3 separate regions of the Mus musculus genome follow, and regions 2 and 3 are each linked to region 1. Evidence: chromatin contacts called from public Hi-C and promoter capture Hi-C data. All regions are on one chromosome and are shown on one strand. Each heading gives the region's core, a stretch centred on a gene start, on an enhancer-like site or on the middle of the called end of the contact. The rest is flanking DNA. Distances are from core to core; before and after follow the strand shown. Region 1 holds the start of Fhl3 (four and a half LIM domains 3). Region 2 overlaps 1700021L23Rik (RIKEN cDNA 1700021L23 gene). Region 3 overlaps Gm12930 (a long non-coding RNA gene).

Region 1 (4,509 bases), core at 1,264-3,763:
CACATTATCTCCATACCTGACTTAAGTAAGACAGACAGACAGACAGACAGACAGACAGACACACACACACACACACACACACACACACACACACACACACACACACACAGGGCTGGAGAGATGGCTCAGCAGCTAAGAGCACTGACTGCTCTTCCAGAGGTCCTGAGTTCAAATCCCAGCAACCACATGGTGGCTCACAATCGCCCGTAATGAAATCTGATGCCCTCTTCTGGTGTGTCTGAAGTCAGCTACAGTGTACTTAAGATATAATAAATAAATATTAAAAAAAAAAAGACACACACACACACACACACACACAGAGTGAACTTCTCAGAGCTGAGTGGCAGGATATCTTTCTGTATGGTGTCCAGTGGATAACAGCTTGCTTGAGTCACAAAAAATACACCTGACTTGAAATCCTGTGACCTTGGGTATACAGTTTTCATTCCCTGAGAGTATAGGTGCAACCAGTTAAATGAGATACTATTACTACCTCCCTCTCCTAGGACAGCTGTCAAGCTAAAATGTGATAATCCCCATGACAGCTTCTGTAATAAGTCTGTAGTAAACGCTAATCACTGTAAGTAAACGCTAGTCACTTGTATTTTTACAACAAGCCCCTCAACTCCTACTGGAGCCAAACAGTGGTAGTCTCAGGTAGGCCCGAAGCAAGAGTTAACCTGGGATGTGACCTTGGGAGTCTTAGTGAAGTCTGAGGGAACCACTGGTACACATCGTAAGCTCTAGCCCAGCCAGTGGGATACCAGGGTGGGGTGGGGGGGACTTTAAAGACCTTAGAGATGGTTAGTTCCCAGGAGCACATACTTGCTAGATTCCTTGTCATCTACAAAATACACACCCCACGACCACTGCATCTCAGCTTACGAAAAGGAAGGACAGAGTATAGGTCCCCTTTAGAGCTCAGTACAAGATACCAGGGGCAGGCTAGGGGCATGGCCAAGGCTGTTCAGCAATTGGAGCAGAAGTGTCCTATCCATCAGAGGGGAACTCTGCCTAGAAATGCTTTGGTAGTGGTGGAAGGGGCAGTCATCCTTTGGGGGGGAGGGAGGGCGAACAGGAGATACACTAGAGCTGGCTGTCTTCCCCGGCTGCCAGCCTGCCATTGGAAGACACCCAGAAGTCTTTCCAATTACCCATGCCAACTGCTCAACCCTTTAGTATATCCCCCTTCCCCGCCTCCCGCAACCCCCCCCCCCCGCCCATCCCAAGTCCAGGAGGACCCTGGCCAGACCCCACAGCTGTAACTCAGAGAAGACCCCTCCCCCTTGACAAGAGACTTAGGGGAGAAATTAGAGCCCCCCCCCAACCAGGCACCAATCCCAAACTCTCCACTGCCCCTCTTCCCCACAGGGCCTGGAAGTCAAAGCAGTTTAGGGCGAAGGGAGCAGATCCTGCAGCTGCTCCGAGAACAGGAGAGGGACATTTCATTCACCCCAGAGTCCCCTAGGGCTGAAGCAGAGCGTCCAAGATTTGAGTTTAAAAATAAGTTGGCGCTGTCTTAGTGGCTGTGTGTGTATGGGGCTCTCTCTCTCTCTTCAGCTCAGCTTTACAGCCTCAGGTCCTCTGCCTCCTGGGGGATGGGCTGGCTAAGAGTCAATTTCCCCCTAGCCTTGCCTCCACCCTTTCAAGCCTGGGGCAGCTGTCAGTGAACACACTAGGTGTCTCTCCTCAGCGAACTCTAGCCTCCACTCCGTACCTCTCAGTACCCTTGAGCTTAGTCAGTACCCGTCTTTGTGTTTGGGTGAAGGTGTTCCTGTATCTCTGGAGCTGTGTCCCAGTAGGGCCTCCACTCTGGGGATCTCTATCCCTGTTCATATCCAAGTCTTGGTCTCTCTCGACGTCTCTATGTCTCTGACCTGAGAGTCTCTTTAGGCCTCCGGGAGGCAGATTTAGCGCTAGTCTAACAAGCTCCAGCCTCGGGGCCCTCCAAGGCCCTGGGAAGGGTGCTAGCAATGAGTTCCCTGGGGCCATACATTTGCTTCTTAAAATGCTCCCCAGAACCCGGGTCCCCGCCGTGCCTCGAGAAGTTCATCCGGCCATTCTCTGCCCTCGTTGGAGTGGTCCCGGTAGCCTCCTGGGGCGCGCGTCCTTGTCTGTTCTACCAGGCTCCCTAAGAGCCTCAGTTTCTCCAACCCTGCTGATCTCTGTAGCTTTTCTAGTTCAAACTTGGTCCCCACCCCTTGCAACTCTGGCGGTCCCCGCCCGGCCGGGAGGCGCGGAGCGGTGGGGTCCGTGCAGGCGCGTGGGGTCCCGAATTCGGGATGCCCCAGCAGAAGACAGGGGTGAGGGGCCCAGAGAGCGACCCTGGTCCGAGCGCAGCTGGGGCGGGGGACTCTCACCTCGAAGCGGGCGCGGGAGCTGGGCGCGCGCGGCGTGGGTGGGGCGGGAGCCGATCGCCCGGCGGCTCCTACCTGTGGGCCAGGCGGAGGGGGGCCGAGAGAGCAGCGGCGAGGTAGCCGGCTGCGACTGACTGTGTGGGCGAGTGGGCGCGCGGCCCTAAGCCTCCGAGGAAGTGCTCGGGCCCGCCCCGCCCGGACCCCGCCCCCGGGCCCCCAACCCGCCCGCAAGGGCCAGACCCCGCCCCCTCCTGCCTGCGGCGAGCCCAGCCCAGTCGAACCTGGTGCTCTGACCTCCTCGACCACTCCTTGCTCGCCCCCTGCAGCTTAACCCGCCTCCTGCGCCCTTCGGACCCCGGGGGACGGCTGGAAGCGATCTCAGGCCAGGGGTGCAGAGCTCCTAGGACTAGCTAGAGTCCATCTGGAGACCAGACCTCCCTTCCTCTTTTCCCTCTAGCTCATCCCCAGATGTTACACTAAACCTTAGCTTGGGAAGGAGGCCTTAATCCAGCCGGCTGGAGGCGTGGTTTTGATTCTGCCTTACCAGCGGAGATCAAGGTTTTTTTTTTTTTTCTAGAAACTTGGGCTAAAGAGAGCGAGCCTTTATCCTCCTCAATTTCAAAGGGCTTTATTCTATAAGCGACTGGCGAAAGCACAGGCAACAACCTCCCCATCCTCAACTGTGCCCTGGCACTGAGGTTTCTATAGTGCCCAGGAATAGTTTTGACCTTTGAGGCTCAGGGAGACCCTAATCCTCGGCCTCCCTGGCTTTGGGTTTCTCGAGAGGGTGTGTGAACAGTGCGAGTGGTTGGTGCAGGCAGGGGTGGTTAAGAAGGGAGGGAACTTGTGCAGTTTTTGATCCTCCAGCTTCTACCCTATTCCGGGAAGGGAGGACTAGTGTCTGCCAGGGACACGAGGCCCATCCAGGTCCTTGAGGCCACCCCCCTTGGGATCCTCAGGCTTGTCACTAGGAATAAATAGCCTTGATCTGGAGGGCGGGGTGGGGGTGGGGGAGCTCTGTTGTGCTGTTTGCAAAACAAGAGACAACAAACTAACCCTGGTAATAACCTTTGCGTCTCGGGGATGATTCAGATGTCCAGAGAGGCCCCCCCTAATTCAAGGCTGCATCCAGCCTTGCTAGCATTTTGGGGATTAAGACCCTTCAAGGCTGGTGTGGCGCCTTCCCTTCTGTATCAGGGGTCTGGTTGCTAGGTCCTAAGACAGCCTCTAGGCCAGGTTTTCTTTCAGAGTTAAAGGATTGCTTAAATGTTGTTGATTCTTAAATTGCAAATGCCACGAGGGCAGAGGTTGGGTCGGTTTTTTTTTTTTTTTTTTTTCACTACTGCATTCCCAGTATCTACTCCAGTGTTTGACCTGCAGTAAATGAGGGATGAATGTCACACACTGCTTTCATTTGGACCCCCTGCCACTCCCTGCCAGGCACCTACTATCAGACAGTCTGAGGGTGAGCCCTTCCTCTGGGACTTGTCTCCCAGGTCTAGGGAGCTCTATGTACAGGAATGCAGGAAACACTATCATTCCTGGTTGGAGTAGACAGCGAGAGGGGTCTGTCTGTCCTGACCTGAAGTGGGGACAATGGTGGGAAACTGTACTGTCTAGTTTTGTGTCAACTTGACACAATCTAGAGGTGTTTGTTTGTTTGTAAGGAGGAAACCTCAATTGAGAAATGCTTCCATAAGATCAGGATGTAAGAAAGCCTGTAGGGCATTTTTCTAATTAGTGATTGATGGAGGAAGAGCCAGCCCAGTGCCATGGTGGGTGGTGCCATCCCTGGGCTGGTGGTCCTGGATACCATAAGAAAGCAGACTGAGCAAGCCATGAGGAGCAAGCCAGTAAGCAGCACCCCTCCATGGTCTCCACATCAACTCCTGCCTCAAGGTCCCTGCCCTGTTTGTGTTCTTGTCCTGACATCCTTCAGTGATGCACTATGATGAAGTAGAAGTCAGATAAACCGCTTCCTCTTCAGCTTGCTTTTTGGTCATGGTTTCTTCCCGGCGATAGAAACTATAACTAGGGCAGAGCCTTCAGGAAAGGAAGAGTTGTTAGTGAGCAGTAAAGGTGCTTCATCTTGGGGTCTTTCTTCTTTTTTTTATGACTTGAAGTGCTATTGAAGGCCTTTACCAAGAGCCAA
Region 2 (4,509 bases), core at 968-3,467, 380 kb after region 1:
CTTTCCTCATGACATATCTGCCAGGTAGCTTTATTGTTTCCATTTGATAGATGAAAATGGAGAGGCTGAGAAGTTAAATCCAAACGATTTAAAGGCCAGGACTTAAAATCTCCCCCCTCCCCCCAGTACATCAACCTGTCTTCAAAGAAAAGTTTGCCTCTCCTCTGTTTCTTAAAGGAACAAAGATCTAAACTTTTAGATATTTCTTCTTGTGTATGAGAGTGCGAGTGAGCATGTGTGTGCATGTGTGTGTCTGTGTGTGCACACACACGTGCAGACAGCCATGCACGTCCTATGGCATTCCATGGAGATGGGAGACAGCACCTCATGTCAGTCTTTATTTTCCATCTTGTTTGAAACCTGCTCTTCATTGTTCTGTCCGTGCATACCAGGCTAGGTATGAGCTCCCAGGCACTCTCCTGTCTCCACATCTCAGCAGAGGAGCACTGGGGTTACAGTGTATGTGACCACACGCAGCTTTATGTGGTCCTGCGACTCCAAACTCAGGTCCTCATGCTGCCACAGCCAGCGCTTTACCTAATGAATCATCTCCCTAGCTCTCAGAAATTGAAGAGTCGGATATGAACTCACCATACCCAAGAGGGATTCTGCAGAGAAGCTGCTCAAAAAACTAATTTTGTGAATTGTATCACAGTTTTAGTGCACCAGCTTTTAAAATAATTCCTAAAGCAAATTCTTTTATATCTGTGGATATGAATTTTCATCTATGAATACTATTTGCCCACTGTAGAAATCACCTGCTCTTGGCTTTCCCCACAATGGATGCAGAGATTGCCCTTCAGATGGGGTAGGGAAGAGACTTCCACTTGAGGAAGGGGACATTGACACAGGAGACATCCAAGATAACAGATAATGAAGCCAACTCCCAACCAGCCTGAGTGGTGAGTTGTTGCATGTCTGGTATATTTCCTTCGAATTATCACAGGGTCTGAGGGGCACAGACATTGTGGTAGAGGCAGAAAAGACAGCAGGAGGAGAGAGTCACAGAAACAGGCTGAAGGAAGAAACAAAGAGAAGATAAGCAGAAAGTCAGAAGGGATTGAAAGAGAGAAGGGAAGGAGAGGGAAAAGGGGAGGGAAGAAAGGAAGGGAAAAAGGAGGGCAGGAGGGAGGAAGGGGAAGAGAAAGAGAGGAGGGAGGGGTTGGGAGGGGAAGGAAGAGGGATGAGGGGGAGAAAGAGAGACAGACAGACAGACAGACAGAGAGGCAGAGATAGACAGAGATAGACAGAGACAGAAGAGAGATAGAGAGACAGACAAGAGAGACTGAGACAGAGAGAGACAGACAAGAGAGAGACACAGAGAGGGGGTAAAGAGAGACAGACAGACAACAGAAATAGAAGCAGGAAGGAAAAATTTGAAGAAAGGAAGAATGAGGATTCAGGGAAAAGAGAGATGGAGCAGCAAAGGATGCTGGTCAACTCTTCTGTCAGTTCCTGCCCTGGGCAGGGGAGAGGCTGTAAGAACAGCTCTGTTCCACAGCATGTGCCCTCATGCCTGCTGGTTCAAACCACCCTCAATGGCCCACTTCCATAGGTTAGCTGGCTTATACCCATTCTGTCATAGCTCTTTCCTCACTAACATTCTCAGACTAGGACTCAGCTGGCGTTCGCGGCCATCTTCTCCAGGGCAACAGGCTCCATTTTTCACCCTACAAATTTCTTCCCTCCCTGGAGGTGAGCTGGGACTGAATTTCATGTATACAACTCCAGAAGACCTTCCATCACAGGGCAGCCTTGCGGAACAAACTGTGCAGATCCCTAGGCCAGAAAGATGACCAAGATTAGGGACTACACCGGGGGTAGGGGTGGGGCTGTCAAAAAAGACTGACTGGACCTGCCCTGAGGTGGCACCTCAGGGAGGTGCTGACTATCCATCACAGGGAGAGACTGAGTGAAATGACCACAGAGCTCTCCCTCCACCTCTGAGTTCTCCCACAGCCTGTATAAAACAGTCTTTAAACCTATCCTTACTCATGACATATTGCTCTATATGGTTAGAAGATCCTCCCATCACACATTAAAGGAGAAAGTTAAGTCCCTAGCCAAAGGATTACAGTCTCTGAATCACATAGTTCGACAATGGCAGATTTCCAGGGGAATTCCAACTCTTCACCCAGGAGATATGAATACAGACTGAGAAGAACAGAGCTGGCGGCAGGCAGCTTCCTGCGCCTTCTAGGGGACGTTGCCTCATACAGTCTCCCTGTCATAGTCCCAGAACAGTGGGAAAAGGAGAGAAGACAGACCCAACAGTCCACCAGGCATTCATTGCTGTGAAGGGCACGTCCTCCCAGGAGCTTGCCTGCTCTCTGTGAAAGCCCTTCCTGGAGGCTTCTGCTCATGTCACTGCCCCAGCCTGGGCTCCTCTACCATGGACAGCACCCTGAGCTGCATGTCCTCTGTACCGGCAGCTGGAGACCCAGCTTTGCAGCTGGCCTTCCTGTTACTTCCACTGTCAATCATTAGCTGAGTTTAAGCACCAGGAAGCACAGGGCAGGCGTAGAATGAGCACTGTTCTTGGGAACTGGCTTCGAGGTCATCACACTGGAGGTCCTGCCTAACCAAGGGCTAGAGAAGCAAAGGTGTGTAGGATGATTCCCATATTAAGGCACCCACAATGCCTGTCCTAAGGTACTTGAATCTGGTACCTCTGTGACAGAGGGTTGCTATGTCACATCGTAAGTGCTGTGGTGGAGAAGCATGGGGTGCTGGGTACCCGGCTTGACACATCAGGGAAGGAAGGACAGAGGAGAAAAGACACCCCGTTGTGTCCAGTGTTTGAACTGAACCCCAAGGGATGAGTGGAAGGTTGCCAACGTTTATAAGGAGCATCTCAACAGCTGAGGAAGCTAACAAAGATGGGGGAAGTCTGACCACTTCAGAAACACTGGTTCCTTAGGTATTGACGAGAAGAGAGCGAAAGACATGCCACTGGAGAGGAAGACAGACAGAAAGCATAGAGTTTGTTTGGTCAGCTATTGTCCTAAGGTGCTGGAAGCAGCTACAAAGTCTTTGTAACAACCCCTAAGAGAAAGGCCAAGGGTCTAAGCAAAGGAAAAGGCTGTGGGAACAGAAATAGGGGGCGTTGGCATTTCTTCGAGGCTCCACCCAACAGTTACCTAGCAACAGCCAGGTATGAGCCTGGCTTGCTATAAAAGGACTGTTTAGCCTCTCTGTCTCTGTCTCTATCTCTGTCTCTCTCCCTCTCTGTCTCTCCCTCTCTCTTCTTTCTCTCCTCACTCGTCTCTCTCTTCTCTCCTCTCTCTCTTCTCTCTCTCCTCTCTCTCCCTCTCCACGTGTTCCCAGTAGGCCTCTTCCCTTCTTTCTCTCTCCTTGCCTTTTCTGTCCATCTCTGTCCCCTTTCTTTCTTTGCCTCTACTCCCTTCCCCACACCCCCTTCCCATATCCCAAATAAACGTCATTTTTTATACTAGACCATCCGTGTGGCTGACCTCAGGGAAGATGCTTCAGCATGGGTCTGCCAAGAAATGGTCCCCCCACCCCTGCCATCACATCATGCCACATCATTACAAAACATATCAGTGTGTCTTGAGATATCCTTTTGAGGGTCTGGAGAGATGACTCAGCAGTTAAGAGCACTGACTGCTCTTCCATAGGTCCTGAGTTCAATTCCCAGCCAACCACATGGTGCCTTACAACCATCTGTAATCTGAAGACAACCAGTGTACTCACGTACATGAAATAAATAAATCTTAAAAAAGAAAAGATATCCTTTTGAAAATGGAAACATAGAACCTGATGATAAAGCTGACCGTAATAGCCTATTCCAGATCTATGATTTAACAGTGAGAAAGACTTTGTCTCAAAACAACAGTAATGAAATTATAATAATTATTAATAATAATGATAGTATGACAAATATCCAGTAAGACATGGAAATAAAAGACAGCTATGGGGGACAAAAAAAGCAAATTCAGCTAAATAAAAACATTTTCGGGGATGAATATAAGACATATGAAAGAATACAATAATCAAAGATCTAATTTTTAAAAAAGAAAAAGGAAAACAGCAGGATGAAGAGATGTCTTCTCAGTTAAGAGTCTGCCATTGTTCTTCCAGAAAACATAGGTTTGGCCTCTAGCACCCACATTGGGTCCCTCAAAACCACCTGAAACTCCTATTCAAGGTAATCTTAATGTCCTCTTCTGGCCTCTGTTGGCATTGCATGCATATGTGCATAATACACGTACACACACACACACACACACACACACACACACACACACACACACACAGAGAGAGAGAGAGAGAGAGAGAGAGAGAGAATATATATATATAAAGAAAACCCTTCAGAGTTGGAATCATAGCAGGTAGCAGGTACATTAACTGAAAAGATTTGTCAACAGGATAAAAGAAATAAAAGTAGGAACAATGAATCTTTTTCCATAATTGTGTTTTTAATTATTCATTTCTGAATTTCAAATTAGATTGCTAGACAAATTCTTATAAATTTGGAGGAGAAATTAC
Region 3 (4,509 bases), core at 1,317-3,816, 260 kb before region 1:
CGTGCCTAGCAGGAGGCACTGGGGTTGATTCCCCAGCACCACGTAAACAGAACATGATGGCACACGCTTATAATCCCAGTACTCAGGAGGTGGAGGCAGGCATATCTCCCTTCCTCCATGAAGGCGACCTAACTCAGGATTCAGAGGGGACTTTCTCACTGTCTGATGAAGCTAGACTTGGACTTCAGTCTTCTCTCATCTGCCAGAGCAACCAAAGATGCCAGAATGGCTCTCTCAGGGGTCAGGGTGTGAGAAGAAGGGTTGGGCTGGTGTCCTCTCCTCATTCAGGAAGTGTTTTATCTTTCTGGGACCAGTATGAGATTTACAAGGAAGAGGCAAGTGGTACTAACTAGATTGGGGTAGAGGAGTGGGAATGGCAGTAGCCCATCTGCAATGGGTCTGCCTTTGACTATCCTGACACAGTCCTGCTTTCTGCTCTGCCCAGGGCCAGACCTGGCCCACATTTCAGGATCACATCAATCAAGCTGGCCAGTGTGTCTCCTCTCAAACCCAGGAAGGTGACAATTTGATGGCCCCCCACCCTGACTGTTTCTATGATGCCCGGCAGATATCCCAGGATTCTGGATGGCTTGCACCTGCACCTGGCAGCTGCCATGCTCGGGAGGCCTGGCTGCCTGGCTGGAGAACTCAATGATTTGGGTCAGATGTAGGTCTGCCTTGCCAAGTCGGGCTCACCACAATGACATTCCATTTCCTGAGGAACATAAGCCTGACATTCATTGGTTCCGTTTCCACTTCGCCATCTGTACTCCCCTGTTCTGGTCCCTTGCATGGTCAGAGCCAGCTATCCTCCAGTGCACTCGCGCACACACGCGCGCACGCACCTCTTCTTCCATTGTCTGAGCCATTGGTCAGAAAGTTCTTCCCCACAGGAGTGAGGTCCTGGTAAGTTAGGCACTCCCTAGTAAGAGCTGGCCACAGGCCCAAAGTCTATGTTTGAGACATATTTACAGGGCTTCTATTTTGTGCCCTGTGTCCTGTAGGTTCTGTGGAGGGCAGGGAGCCATCTACACCCAGTACCTGTCCATTTTCAGTCATGAAAAAAAAAAAAAAGCCCCCAAACCTCAACCTCATGGCTGTAAGAAGAAACCTATCAGGCCACCTGAGCCAGACCAGAGGGGAGTTCTTGAAGATTTCCTGGAGGAAGAGACTTCTTGAAGTGAAAGGTCCTATCAGCTGACCTTGGAAAGAGCAAGGAAGATGATGATCAGGAGAAGATCTGAACACGGAGGTTCTAGTTAGAGGTCATCACAGGTTCTGTGTCTTATTAGATACATCTGTAAGCTCAGCTAGGCAGTATCAACAAGCCTCCACTGGCATCTGTTTTTGAGACAGGGTCTCTCTACTATGTAGCTCTGGCTATCCTGGAACTTGCTATGTAGACCAGAATGCCTTAGAACTAATTCATGGGGATCCATCTGCCTCTGCCTTCCAAGTGCTAGAGGATTAAAGGCAGACACCACCATGCCTAGACATTGGAAATTCTTATAACAAAAAGGGTAAGCCGGGTAGGCCTGGGAGCACATGCCTCTCGTCCCAGCCGCTCCTGTGGCTACCGCAGGAAGATGGCAAGTTCAAGGCCAGCCTGAGTAACTTAGTTAGACCTTGTCTCAATTTTTAAAATCTTTTTAATTGACTGTGTCTAATGCTTTGTAGTAGAGCAATTGCCTAGCATGCTAAAGGCCTGCATTTCAATTCCCAGCAACACACACACACACACAACACACACACACACACACACACACACACACACTGATGGGCCAATGAACAGAAAAATTAAGTCAGCAGGTCAAGTCACATGAATGACTATGGTCCTAATTGGTATCCCTAACTGTGCTACATTTTTAGCCTACTGCCCAGCAACAGTAGGACCTCTGCATTTTGTTGTATGAACAGAGAAAAGCAGGATGCTTTCTGCTAACAAGTGTTAGCTCCACCGCACGGAGGCCAGTGCTCCTGCAACATGTCACATAGTGTCCCCAATGGTCACACGAGATGGGTACGGCCCTGATCTCATTCTCAGAGATAGAAATTGGAATACAGAGAGGCTGCATTCCTCCCCCAAGGGTGCACAGCCTCTCTGCGGGGGTGGGTGGGAAGGAGCACCTCTGTGTCCCTGTGGGGGCCTTCTGTGGGGTGTCAGGCACATTTGGGGTCTTTCTTCCATACAAACAACAGAAGCAGAAGCAGGAACCACACATCTCTCAAAAGTGAGAAGATCTACCATTCAGAGCAAAGGCACTTGCCTGGCCTAGAAGCTGGCCCCCTGCACTTTATCTGTTAATATTGTGCACTCTCTCCCACACTGCATCAGTTTCCTGAAACATTTCCCGAGCTGCACCCCCCCACCAGCCCCCTGCACCCCCCCCACCCCCCACCCCCGGCAAGCTTCGGGAAGGAAGCAGTTCCAGAAGAAGAGCTGGCCCAGTGACTAGGCAGCAGAATTTATGTCCTGTCCAGGGCGGACAGTTTGGCTGCTGTTACGAAAGGCTGAGCAGGGTGCAAGCATGGAACTTATTCCCTGTAAATGACTTCAAATGTCAGGCAGCACAGCCCAGAATTTTTTTGCGCACGCACCCAGCTGCTGGAGGCCAGGCCTTCGTAGTGAGCATGCCTGCTGACCTCATGGCTACTCCAAATGCCATCAGAGCTCGCTAGGAGACAGAAGGTTCCAGTGAAGAGCTAGAGCAACATGCTTTACAGGGGACACAGGGGCCCCTCCCGCCCGAGAGATGGCACAAGGACAGAGGGTGTTGTTCTGATCTGAATAAGATCCACTCCAGTGCAGATGGAGCAAGAAATTACCTGCAGATGTGACTAGGCATCACCACTGTGACTTGCAGGGGCTGTCACGAAGGCTGGGGAGCTAGGGGCCTCTTAGAGAAGGCTTCATTCCACACAGCAATCCACATAAGCATCCAGGCAACGTAGACTTATGCCTGGGCCTAAGGGTGATTAGGCCTGGCTTGCCCATAGAGTCAACTGGTGAATTAGTCTGCAGGGGATCTGCTTTGTGGCCTCAGGAAGGGCTTTTCTGCAAGGATACCCAGGAAGGAAGTTGTCAGTGATCCTCTGGGCACATGCCACATGGGGGGCCAAGTCCTCTAGGAGTGCAGTAGAGCCTTCCTTTCTGGGTACATTGTAAGCTGTGTAAAACGAGACAGTATGCTCTCTAAAGTAGAAAGCTAAAGCAGTGGGTTACACACTGCAAATAAGGGACCAAGCTGGAGAGATGGCTTAGTGGTGAAGAGCACTGGCTGCTCTTCCAGAGGACCTGGGTTCAATTCCCAGCACCCACATGGCAGTAACTGCAGTTCTAGGGGATCGGACAGTCTCTTCTGGCCTCTGTAAGCTCCAGGCAAGAAAGTGGTACATACATGTATAATGCAGGCAAAAAAAGGTTTTTAAAGGGACTCTTGTGGATGGAGATGGAGGGATACATGCTAGATGGATGGATGGGTCGATGGGCAGATTTATTCATTTACTCAATAAATTAATGTCCAATCTAGTATCTAAAGGGCTCCAAACTCTGTTTCTGGCACAGATACATAGATCTCTTCTATGGACACATAGACACACAGATCCTGTCCTGAAGAAGTATACACCATGGAAAGGTGACACCACAGGTTGTTATCCTGGAGCACACAGTGGAAGGGGAGACAGAGGAGGACAATGACTTGTCTTAAGTGGTCAAGAAAGACTTCGTGGAGAAGTTGATAAAGAAGCTACCCCGTGAAAGGGACCAGAAGGCCAAGGGAGTGTTTCAGCCTGTACAGTGCTTACCTTGAAGGCATGAAGACCTAAGGCTCTGGACATGGTGGTAGAGGTAGACACTCGGCATGGGAGAAACAAAGACAGGCAGATCTTGGGGGCTTGGGTCCAGCCAGCCTAACTCATTTGGTGGGCTCCAGATCAGTGGTAAATCCTGTCTCAAAAAACCAAAGTGGATGATATCCCAAGAAATGGATCCCAAAGTTGACCTCTTGCTTCCACACACATGTTCACACCCACGTACATATGTATACCCCCTCCAGCACACATACAGATGCATCACACATACACTAACCATCCTCTGGCTCCTCTGGACATCCCTTCAGACATCCTGGCAGATATACCCTGAGACAAAGGTGTAGGGACAGTGGAGAGAATTCTGTGCCTGTTTAGAGAGGACCTGAGTTGCGTTAGGAGCTGAAGGGAAAGTGGTGGGCCCAGGAGGGGTCTGGAACAACATGCCAAGGACTTTTTGCAGGCCCTGGGACCTTAGGGAGGCTGCAGAGATAAGAACACTGTTGGACTTTTGGAGTAGAGCCATCTTCTTGGCCAAGAGCAAGTTGGAAAGATAGAGACTGGAGCCAGAGGCCAGCAGCTGCCAGATAGCAAGTGCAGAATAAAAGGACACACTGGAGAGGTTGGAAGTACTGTCCTCTAAGAGACTAGTGCGCCTTGGGGATGCCATTGCAGGAGAGCAGGCAGCATCAGAGACAATAA

Evidence for each region. Promoter capture Hi-C pulls out the DNA fragments that hold promoters and counts their contacts. A called contact is a pair of places that touch in the nucleus more often than the background predicts.
Region 2: a promoter capture Hi-C map of trophoblast stem cells shows a contact between it and region 1, with 3 times the contacts expected there. The contact joins the enhancer-like site here to the promoter of Fhl3 in region 1. A contact is called at or near these places in 6 of 39 promoter capture datasets (cranial neural crest, embryonic stem cells, epiblast stem cells and 3 more) and 4 of 115 datasets of contacts at active chromatin or transcription factors (astrocytes, differentiating embryonic stem cells, embryonic midbrain and 1 more).
Region 3: a Hi-C map of uterus shows a contact between it and region 1. The contact joins the enhancer-like site here to the promoter of Fhl3 in region 1. A contact is called at or near these places in 1 of 39 promoter capture datasets (liver), 2 of 484 Hi-C or Micro-C datasets (natural killer cells and uterus) and 2 of 9 other capture datasets (adipose tissue and liver).

What each region holds. Positions count from the first base shown.
Region 1 is chr4:124,698,703-124,703,211 of GRCm38.p6, reverse strand. Fhl3 (four and a half LIM domains 3) reads right to left here and starts at 2,513. Exons shown (of 6, transcript NM_010213.3): 1 at 2,361-2,513.
Region 2 is chr4:124,315,174-124,319,682 of GRCm38.p6, reverse strand. It overlaps 1700021L23Rik (RIKEN cDNA 1700021L23 gene), which reads left to right. Exons shown (of 5, transcript NR_166446.1): 4 at 752-902. Among named protein-coding and RNA genes, the nearest start is that of 1700021L23Rik, 15 kb to the left of the region's middle. Within about 2 kb of position 2,217, at least 24 of the 459 cell types and tissues checked have an H3K27ac peak or open chromatin away from gene starts, as enhancers often do.
Region 3 is chr4:124,957,303-124,961,811 of GRCm38.p6, reverse strand. Gm12930 (a long non-coding RNA gene) reads left to right here. Exons shown (of 3, transcript XR_003955275.1): 3 at 3,566-4,509. Among named protein-coding and RNA genes, the nearest start is that of Gm32371, 14 kb to the left of the region's middle. Within about 2 kb of position 2,566, at least 13 of the 459 cell types and tissues checked have an H3K27ac peak or open chromatin away from gene starts, as enhancers often do. A contact at or near this core is called in adipose tissue and uterus, where this site is marked.